2 separate regions of the Mus musculus genome follow, and region 1 is linked to region 2. The links are chromatin contacts, called in public HiChIP or PLAC-seq maps. All regions are on one chromosome and are shown on one strand. The core of a region is the stretch at or near the end of the contact, and the rest is flanking DNA. Distances in the headings are between cores, read along the strand shown. Region 1 has its middle 16 kb from the start of Gm30445. Region 2 overlaps Boc (biregional cell adhesion molecule-related/down-regulated by oncogenes (Cdon) binding protein).

Region 1 (5,199 bases), core at 639-3,138, 180 kb after region 2:
TTAACATGATTTTGTGTATGTGTTGAGGGTAGTAGAACATGCGTCACAGCACTCCTCCAGAGTTCAGAGGACAGCTTGTGAGAGTCGGTTCTCTCCTTCACCATCTGGTTCCTGGAGATCAAACTTAGCTTGTCAGGCCTAGTGGCAAGCACCGTTAGCCACCGAACCATCTCTCAGGCACGGAGATACTTGTTATTAACACAAATGCATATTTACAATCGAAGGGATGCTTCTACTTAAACCAGCCCTTTGAGACAGTGGCGTACAGTGTTTTGTGATAAGGAGTCTGAAAAACAGCAGTGGCACTTTGCTTATTGACTGGAGCTTGTTCACTTTCACAGATAATCCCTACACAGACTGGTGAGGTGGGTCAACAGGTAGACACACTGTGGTGAAGCATGGCAACCCTAAGAATTACATGGTAGAAGGGAAAAATGCACCCCTGTGAGTTGTCCTCGGCCTCTCTCTGTCTCTGTCTCTGTCTCTGTCTCTCCCTCTCTCTCTCTCTCTCTCTCTCTCTCTCTCTCTCTCTCTCTCTCTCTCACACACACACACATACACACACACAGACATACCATGTATACAGCTGAGAACAGGTGACATAGTTGGCAGGAGCTATTGCTAATTTCTCGCCCTTCAGCTATTTTGTTAACGTGCTTCCTTCTAGTCCACTTCTAATGCTGAACCAACACAGTCTAGAAAAGTGCAGATCGTGTCTGCCTTCAGATAATTTCTTCAAACTTCTCTCCCAGAGCCCAAGAAGCTGTTGATTTTAACTTTCCCTCCCTTTTCCCAGTGTGGCTTTTGTTGTCACAGGTGGTAACACAGTCTGGGTTAGTTATTTAACGCATACCCCACCCCACCCCCTTAATCTCATTTCTACTTACTTCCTCTATTCACCGAAGTCTTTGCTGTCTACAGCTGCCCTGTCTGCCTGCATGCTGCCATGCTTCCTGCCATGACGATAATGGACTAAACCTTGGTAACTATAAGCCAGCCCCAATGAAATGTTTCCTTCATGAAAGTTGCTGTGGTCATGGCGTCTCTTCACAGCAATGGAAACCCTAACTAAGACAGCCAGGGAGGGCTGGAGATACAGCTTAGCCTGTAGAGTACTTGCTGAAGTCTTCTAACATGGACAAAACTATTGCGAGCTTTTGTCCCCGCCGGCAAGGACACACTCAGGACAACTGGAATCTTCTGCGGCAAAGCTTTTATTGCTTACTTATCAGGAGGGAAGACCCCGAACCGGGAAAATGGTGCTGCTTATATAGCCCGCAGCGTGACGTTTCAGCACCTGATGTGGCATGACAGGTCCTGATTCGTTGCTCGCCCATCACCCCATTACTATGCCGAGAGATGGGCAGTGACTAGGCGTGAGTTCACTTTTGCACTTGCGCATAAGGCTTGTTTACTAGTTAGGTGTAGTGGAAGCCAGCGCCTTTTTATAATGGCGACTGCTCACGGCACGGCTCTCCACACAAAGCCAAGGTCATCCGTGGCTATGTATTAACTTTGAAGTGAACTTGGACTACATGAGACCCTGACTTTAAAACAAAAAAAAATCTTGACCCAGTGCAGTCATCTTAGGCCACTCCCTTCTGAACCCCTTGCCTCAATTTCCTTGTCTGTTGAGCAGGAATAAGTCTACCCATCCCTAGAGAGTTGGGAAGGAAGAGCACTCAGAGGACAGAGTGGAGGGTTATTAAACTGGACCCCTGGTTGTTGCTATTATTTGTTTATGGTAAGTTCACTGAATTTCACCTGAAACAGGACTTTACAGAGCTGTGGGTGTTTTTTTTTTTTTTTAAGGCAAGACTATGCTAGAAAGACAGATTCAAAACAGACATTCTTTTAAACAAAAGTCATACGGATTCTTTTACAGTAAGTGCATTTGCAGGGCGCTGCCTGCTGGACTGCATGCATACTCTCTGGTTTAGAAAATCAGGAAATCAGTGCAGGCCCGATCTAAAATTGTCTTTGAGCCTGTTACTTTTCCCCCTCACCCCTGGCCTCCCACTCTTTCTGCAGCTTAGCACAGCTCCCAGCTCTGGAGGAAGCCATTTGTGTCTCAGGACAGATGCCTGGCTGTTTTTGCTCTCATGTGCACTCACCTCTTGGCCCATGTGTGCTGCTCTTCTGTTTAGTGTTGACAGAAAAGAGGCCCAGGTTCTCTCTGGGACTCTCTCTGCTCGAGTGAATGGCCCCATAAGCTGAAACCAGCTTCTACCAACAGGGAAATACCATTCACTCATGAGTTTATTCTTTCATTCATTCACTATTTGAGCAGCTAAATGCATGTTAGGCATGGAGCCAGATGCTGGGAATTTGGAGAAACTCAGGAACAGTGGGAGAATCGGCGGTCAGAAAGAATGTCACCCTTTTCAAATGTTATAAAGGTGCGTGTGTGTGTGTGTGCAGGAGGTGATGGGGAATGACTCCTCTGGTTTTTGCTTGGATAGTCAGAGAAGGGGATATTTGAGTCTGTTGAGAAAGGATGATTGGGTAGATTTTGTTTGGTTTGGTTTTGTTTCTTTGTTTTTGGCAGGTTGGGTGCGGGGCAGGGGTGGGGGTAGGGGAGCAAGTCACCTGAAGGAAATCCTGGAGCCTCACTGTTGTTCCCGGGTCCTTTAACTCATCCCTCATCAGTTCCCTGAGATATTTGCTTCAGGATCAGCTTGGTGGAGAGACAGACTGACCAACACTGTGGCTTCGGCACACACAGAGAAACAAATCCTAGCCTCTTGTTCAAGAGTGTGATCACCTTTAGACGTGAGGCACCCCATCTTTGTTTTAGTTATACCGTTCGTCACATCTATCTGTTTCTCCTCTTCTCTCATAGAGGAAGATGCCTGTACTCCCTCTAAAAGCAGCCTTTTCTCGGAGAGCCCCAGCCCACCTCACCTTCTAGAAGCCTCCCTTGTTACAGATTCTGTCCCATAGCTTCAAGCTCTTTGGCTTTCCAACTCCTTTCCTTGTGTCAACAAACAACTTCCAGTCTTGCAAAAACTCAAAACAAACAGAGGCTTCCCATCCCCGCCCTCCCCTGAAGCTATGAAGGTGCCCAAGGCTTCCTACTCATACACTGAGGAAACTCCTCTGCTGCAGCCATTGTAGTCTCCTTGATCCTTAACTCCTGATCTCCTAACACATTTGCTCCCAGCACTCCATGCCCACCACATGGAATCTCAACTCCCCAAGGATCCTCCAGATCAACAAGCCCATGACCCTTCTCCAGCTTTCATCTCCATCCATGTCATTGAAATCCTCAAAGGTCACAGTTCTTCATGTTTTCCACAGTGCTGTGGGCAGCTCCTCCTGCTGCATCAGCTCCTATTCTGTTCAAGTTGACGATACCCCAAGATCACCCTGTACTGTCCCTTGATCTAAGCTCTAGACCTTCAACCCCCCAGTTCTGAAGCTGAAGAGCTTCTCTGAGCACTGCATCGAACAGGCAGCTGTTACTGTGACCTTCTAGGGAGGAAGGGCGAATTCATTCTCAAGTGCAGGACTCAGTATGTTCTGCCGCAGACCTTTACACTTTGAAGAATGAGTGTTGACTCTGGCCCTCAGACTCAAGATCTAATGACATTTCTTACTCCTTGTTCCTCTTTCTCTCACCTTTGTCCCTTTTCCCAATTATGTCCCAAATCCTGCTTTGTTAGTGTTATAAAAGTAATGGTTTCTTCTGTCTGGTGGCTACTGAGAAATGCCTGGTGGTACATATTCATTTTTCCTGGCTTACATGGATTCACAGAACTTGCCAAAGGCTCTGGGCCTTTCTGTATTTTTCTATTAACTGAGTCTTTTAAGGCCACCTCTGCTCTTTCTACAACTCAGCCAATTCTCACTCAGTGTCTACTCCCCTTAAGCCATTCTAAAGAGCTTCAGGTCTAAGAGGAAGGAGAAAAGTGGAACCTAAAGTGAAGATTAAAAACAATAGGGACTTAGCAGAGATGAAGGGAGAAAACCAAAATGCTTTCAGAAGAAAGAGATTGTGTGTGTGTGTGTGTGTGTGTGTGTGGTGTTCTAAAGAATGGAGTTAGCATTTGAGGTGAATATGAATAAGGAGAAACTATTTCCACAATGGGCTGTACTAGGCATGCTTGGAAAGATAGGAAGGAATCTAGATTTTGCTGGAGAAAAAAAAAAAGAGTATAGTCTAAACTAACTAAAACTGGTTTACTTGATGAATTCTAAAATCCCCATATTCCATAGAAAACACAGTCAGTAGCAGAAAGTGAGGCTTTGGCTTATGCTTCAACAAAAACATTTACTTCAGACGAGTACTGTGTATATTTGTTAGGACAAACACAGAGGCACACAGACACACATAGACAAACACACACACACACACACACACACACACACACACACACACACGCAGGAGTCCAGTCTTGGCAGGGTAGGAATGTACAGGCCCTCGGGGATGAAGGGTGAATTCATTCTCTGTTGGAAAGTTATATGTGAATACAACTAACACAAGTAAAGTCATGGACAGTGCCTGTGGCAGCTTGAGGGGGGCAGAGTTGAGTTGGTGTGAATGCAAAGGAAGATGTATAGGGCAGCATTTGATCAGGATGTAAGGTGTAAGCATGAGCGTGTCAGTGCAAAGGGGGAAAGCACTGTGTTTTGGGTAAGGAAACAGGAGGAAGTGCAAATATGTGTGTTAGAAGGGGAGGGCACCTGCAAGTGTGTTCATAGCAGGAGCCCTTGAATAGAGCTGGAAGCAATTATCAATGGAGGGAGGTTTGCACCACTGTGGTTCTTCATGGGGAGTCAACTTTGTCCCTCAGGGGACTTTTTTGACAGTGTCTCCACATGTTTTTAAGTGGGCACAGCTAGGGTAAAAGCCAGAAAGACATTGTATGTCCTTCAATGAACAGGATATCAAAACAGACTTCCATCAAAATGTGAATGGTACCAGGGTTTAGAAACTCTAAAAAGAAAGTGAGAAATCAGTAAGAAAAAGAAAGAAAAGAGACAGATAGGCAGATAGATAGATAGATAGATAGATAGATAGATAGATAGATGGATGGATGGATGGATGGATGGGTGGGTGGGTGGGTGGGTGGGTGGGTGGGTGGGTGGATGGATGGATGGATGGATGGATGGATAGATAGATAGATAGATAGATAGATAGATAGATGGATAGAGGATGCTAAATTGAAGGAAAATAATATAGGGAAGCTTTCTGGA
Region 2 (4,827 bases), core at 1,978-4,477:
TATTACTACGGGTCAAGTCACAAAGATAGGAGGAACCCTAACAACATTAGGTCACCAGGGAGTTAAGATATCTATTTTTTTTTCCTTGAGTGTATTTTGGGGTGTGAGTGTTCATGCATATATGTGCATACATGAGTGCATCTCTGTTTCTCCCTATCTCTCTGTCTCTGTCTCTCTGTCTCTCTCTCTGTCTCTCTCTCTGTCTCTCTCTCTCTCTCTCTGTGTGTGTGTGTGTGTGTGTGTGTGTGTGTGTGTGTGTGTGTGTGTGTGTGTTTACCAAGGCAAGATCTGTCGCTGAATCCAGAGCTCATCAATTTGGTAAATCTACAGAACCTAGTTAGCCAGTTTGGCCTGGGGATCCCATTTCTACATCTTGAGCACTGGGATTACAGGCAGGCTATGACACCCATGGGCCTTCATTATGTAGCCAATGGGGTCTAAACTCCACTTAATCCACAGAGCCATCTCCCCAGGCAACAAATGGTCTGACTGAAAACGGGGGCTCATAATCTTATCCTTGAGAGTCTCAAAATGTTAACTAAGGTTTACAGCTGAGAGAGGAATAAGGTTAAACTTGAAAAGTCATCCAAGCTTAGGCCTTAAGCATGATTCCTCTTTAACATTCTTATACAAAATGGTTTTGCTCAAAAGGCAGAGTTGAGAATTTTGACCCACTATGGAAACTTCTGCTCCTAGAAGTTATAATAATTTAATAAACCCGAGGTCTGTTACTCGTGAGGTGAAGCTAGTTCACACATTGGATGAGTGCTGCTGGAGCCAGCAGGGGGGTGAGAGAGCACCTGCTCCTACCGCAGAGACAGCTACACCTCACACAAGACCAATGCTCTCATCCATCGGCAAGCCAGCCTCGTGAGGTAGGGGGCCATGATCTCTACTTGACAGCGGAAGAAAGTGAGAACCAGAAACTTAACAGTGCATGGTTGTGAATCCATATAGCTGGGTTGAAAGCCGAGTGGGCTGCCTCCAGAGCCCTGAACTCTCTGCTACCGAGGCAGTCCTCCCTACCTTTCCTATCAGGACTCTGTACCATTGATTTTATTTTATTTTATTTCATTTTATTTTATTTTATTTTATTTTATTTTATTTTTAACAGATTTGAAATAAGATTATGACCTGACAGTGATTCCTAGAGGAAATACCTTACCAAAAAGTATAACTTTCTGTATCATTTCAACTTTCCAGATCATTGTTTATTTTAAGATTTTATTTATTTATTTATATGAGTACACCATCGCTATCTTCAGACACACCAGAGGGGGGTGTCAGATCCCATTACAGATGATAGTGAGCCACCATGTGGTTGCCGGGAATTGAACTCAGGACCTCTAGTCAGTGCTCTTAATGGCTGAGCCCCATTTTTAAGATTCTTAATTGACTCCCCTAGCCCATGAGACAATGTATTAAAATAGTACCCCGCATGAGTTCCTGTAGGGTTTCTCTTTTTAAGGGAACTAACTTGTTCATGATGTGCCCCAGTTTCTCCATCTCCTTAAGGAGACTGGCATCAACTTTCTTCCCAGCTCAGGAGAGACAGATGGGGAGAGGGCTAGAAGGAGAGGGAATAAGAACGTGAAATAGTGAATAGCAAAGTGGGGCAGGCAGACAAGGCAGTCCAAGGGCCGCTTCTCATGCACACAGAGGTGCTTGGGTTGTAAAATGGACAAAGGTTTTACTGAGGAAACTCAGTCCAAGCCCCCTACTGCTTTAAGAGCATGGGCCAAACAGTTCCCGTTACTTCTGCACCCTCAGTAATTTGCACAGCTCAAGATGGAAACAGTTCTCATTTCTGCTGCCAGCCACCATCCTGATTTTTCTTCCTTCCTTCCTTCCTTCCTTCCTTCCTTCCTTCCTTCCTTCCTTCCTTCCTTCCTTCCTTTCTTTCTTTCTTTCTTTCTTTCTTTCTTTCTTTCTTTCTTTCTTTCTTTCTTTCTTTTTAAGGCAACAATAAAAAAAGTCTTTTGCGGTAGGGGAGTGGAAGAGGGGAGAGGAAGCAGGAAGGAGCTGACCCCAAGGAGAGATTCTGGGCTCTCATTTTGTAAAAGTAGAATTGTGACTAGAAAAAAAGCCAACAACAACAACAACAACAGTTGTGTGGCCCTGAAGGCTTTCTCTGACTGGTAGGGAAACTGAGCTCCGAGTTAATCATTTGAGACAGGGTCTTACACTGGAGCTCAAGATGGCCTGCGGCTCACTATGTAGCTCAGGCTGGTCTTGAACTCAAAGCAGCTGCTCTGCCTCAACTGTTTAACACTTTACCTAGGGTTTTCTAGGTATGCTCCATCAACTATATCTGACTTAGATTCATTTTACTTTGGCTTTTTATTTTATTTTTAATTTGTAGTGCTAGGAATTGAAGCCTGGGGTCTGGCAAGACAGGCGCGTTCTCTACAATGAAACTATAGTTGCTGAGTTTTGACTGTTTGCTTTGAAATGTGCTTGCTGGTGACTGAGCTAAGAACCTTGTGCATTTTATATTGTGGGCACTTCAGATACTTCCTAGACCAAGGCGCCTACTGCATTTGATCACATAACAACTCTAAAGGTGTGAATTTTAAAGAATCTTATTTAAAACACATATGCACACATATGTATGTGTCTATATACATCTATCTATCTATCTATCTATCTATCTATCTATCTATCTATCTATCTATCTATTATCTATCACAGATCTATCACCTATCACATCTCTCTCTATCTATCTATTATATATGTAAATATTCATATATATGATATGTATATCATATGTATATAATATGAGCCTCAGGGTTTCAGTTAACTCCAGGAGGCTGCCAAGGAGGGTTCTATTTGGCAATATGTTAATGATAATCTACTTTCTGCTTTGATTCTAAATTAGAAATGTCTCCTAAGAATCTTTTAAAAAATATGCTCAGGCCCCACAAAGTCTGAATGTATTCAAATCAGAGGGAAGAGATGGGGCACTAAGTGTGTGGATTTGGATCTCCTTCTCCCACATGGACTTCTGATTTCACACACACACACACACACACACACACACACACACACACACACACACACACACACAGAGAGAGAGAGAGAGAGAGAGAGAGAGAGAGAGAGAGCCTAGAATCTAGTGGAATTATTTATGATTTTTAGGTGTTAAAAGACCTGCAGTCTTACAATGTCATATGATGTATGTGTGTATTTATAGTCTATGTATAGCTATGTATATTTATGCACAGAGCTTCAGATGGAGAACCCAACTGCAATGTGAAACAAGCCAGAGATTTTCCAAGTTGGAGGAAGACACCCACCAGTAAAATGTGTTGTTTTCCTTGGCAATATAAAAATATGTCTGGATCCATCTTATTTTCCTATGCATTTTCTCAGAAAAAGAGAAGAAATTATGAAAATATCTAAACTAGACAGACGGGAAAATGATTGCTTGCCATGAATTCTAGTCCACAAGAGCTAGTGACTTGCGCCATTTTTAAGGGTAATTTGCACATAAAGTTTGTCTGAGAAGCGTCACCCCTGACATACATATTCCCCTCTGAAATACTTGGCCTCCCGGAAGCCATTTCTCAGGTGGTCTGATAGCAATCAACAGGAACATCACCTTTCTGGGATTGAGCCCACGCATGAGGAATTGTGGCCTTTGGATATTTATTTATTTTAATGTTTTGAGAAAAAGACAAACGACCGAGAGCCTGTCATAGGAGGCAGCCTGTTCCATTCCTCGCCACAAGCCAGGCTGAGGCCATGGAAGAGAGTGAACCTCCTGCATGGGCCACCTGTCATTCTGCCTCACGGCCTCAGAAGCGCGTCCTCTGCAGGGCCTGCACCAGGGATAGGAAAGCAGGCCTTAGGAGACTGACTCCTCGCGAACAGTTGACTGGCAAGAATGAGATCTGACAGAGCCTTTGTTCCGCCGGCAGAGAAAAGCTAGACAATTAAGTATATCTGCCCGGGTGCATGTTTTGACAGGCTTCCAGCTTCGTGGCGTAAGATCCCCTTTCCCAGTGCTCTGTGAAGGCAGAGCAATGTCTCTTGTCCCCTGGGTGGAGACAAGAAGTCGATGGCTGCAAGTGTTGGTAACCCCAGGTCTTAAAAGAGTAGGACTTTTTTTTTTAACAAAAGATCACACTGAAGGAGGCATTAGGAAATCACAAGCATTTATTTCTGAGAGGGGTGAAGATAAGAGTTTAGAGAGATTTAGCAGAAAGAATTTCTAAAAGGCTACCAAAACACCGAGTATACACCCTTGAAAATATATGGTAAAAAAAAAAAAATACGTTTATTTTTACTTAAAACGTTGTGCTTTACCCACAAACCTAATTAAAAGGAAACATTTTAAAGTTGGAAGGACCTCAAGAAAAACGCAGTATGGTTTAGAATAACATCTAGTGTGTTTCCAGGCAACTGGCTCTCCCAATTAATTAAGCCAGGAGACCAGGGGGACAAGTTGGGTCTCGGAGTCGCACTCCAGTATTCAGCACCAGCCCCTTCAGGCTTTCAGAACAACTTCTAAACATAGTTCCTTAAGCATAAAGATAATGTTGCCTGTATCGGCATCTGTCGCAGTGACGTGTGTGTGTGTGTGTGTGTGTGTGTGTGTGTGTGTGTGTGTGTGTGTGGTCTGTATATTTGATGAAACAGGGACTCTACAGTCTCTCAGTGAGTAAGCTCTTCCAATCCACTAGGCTGATGAGTCCGTGAGAATCAGGGTTCCACCTATTTCCTCTGTGCTAGGGTTACAGGAGCATACCCCCTCCCCCAGCCCAGCTTTTGTAGATGGGTTCTGGAGATCTGGATCTAGGCCATCATACTTGTGTGAGAAGCACA

Evidence for each region. HiChIP or PLAC-seq counts read pairs in DNA pulled down with a chosen protein or histone mark.
Region 1: a contact with region 2 is called in an H3K4me3 HiChIP or PLAC-seq map of embryonic forebrain, with 3 times the contacts expected there. The contact joins two enhancer-like sites. A contact is called at or near these places in 10 of 115 datasets of contacts at active chromatin or transcription factors (craniofacial prominence, embryonic basal ganglia, embryonic forebrain and 7 more) and 1 of 9 other capture datasets (embryonic stem cells).

Annotation. Positions count from the first base shown.
Region 1 is chr16:44,701,588-44,706,786 of GRCm38.p6, forward strand. No RefSeq gene overlaps it. Among named protein-coding and RNA genes, the nearest start is that of Gm30445, 16 kb to the right of the region's middle. Within about 2 kb of position 1,889, at least 32 of the 459 cell types and tissues checked have an H3K27ac peak or open chromatin away from gene starts, as enhancers often do. A contact at or near this core is called in embryonic forebrain, where this site is marked.
Region 2 is chr16:44,522,989-44,527,815 of GRCm38.p6, forward strand. All of the region lies in intron 1 of Boc (biregional cell adhesion molecule-related/down-regulated by oncogenes (Cdon) binding protein), which reads right to left. Among named protein-coding and RNA genes, the nearest start is that of Gm30064, 5.0 kb to the right of the region's middle. Within about 2 kb of position 3,228, at least 18 of the 459 cell types and tissues checked have an H3K27ac peak or open chromatin away from gene starts, as enhancers often do. A contact at or near this core is called in embryonic forebrain, where this site is marked.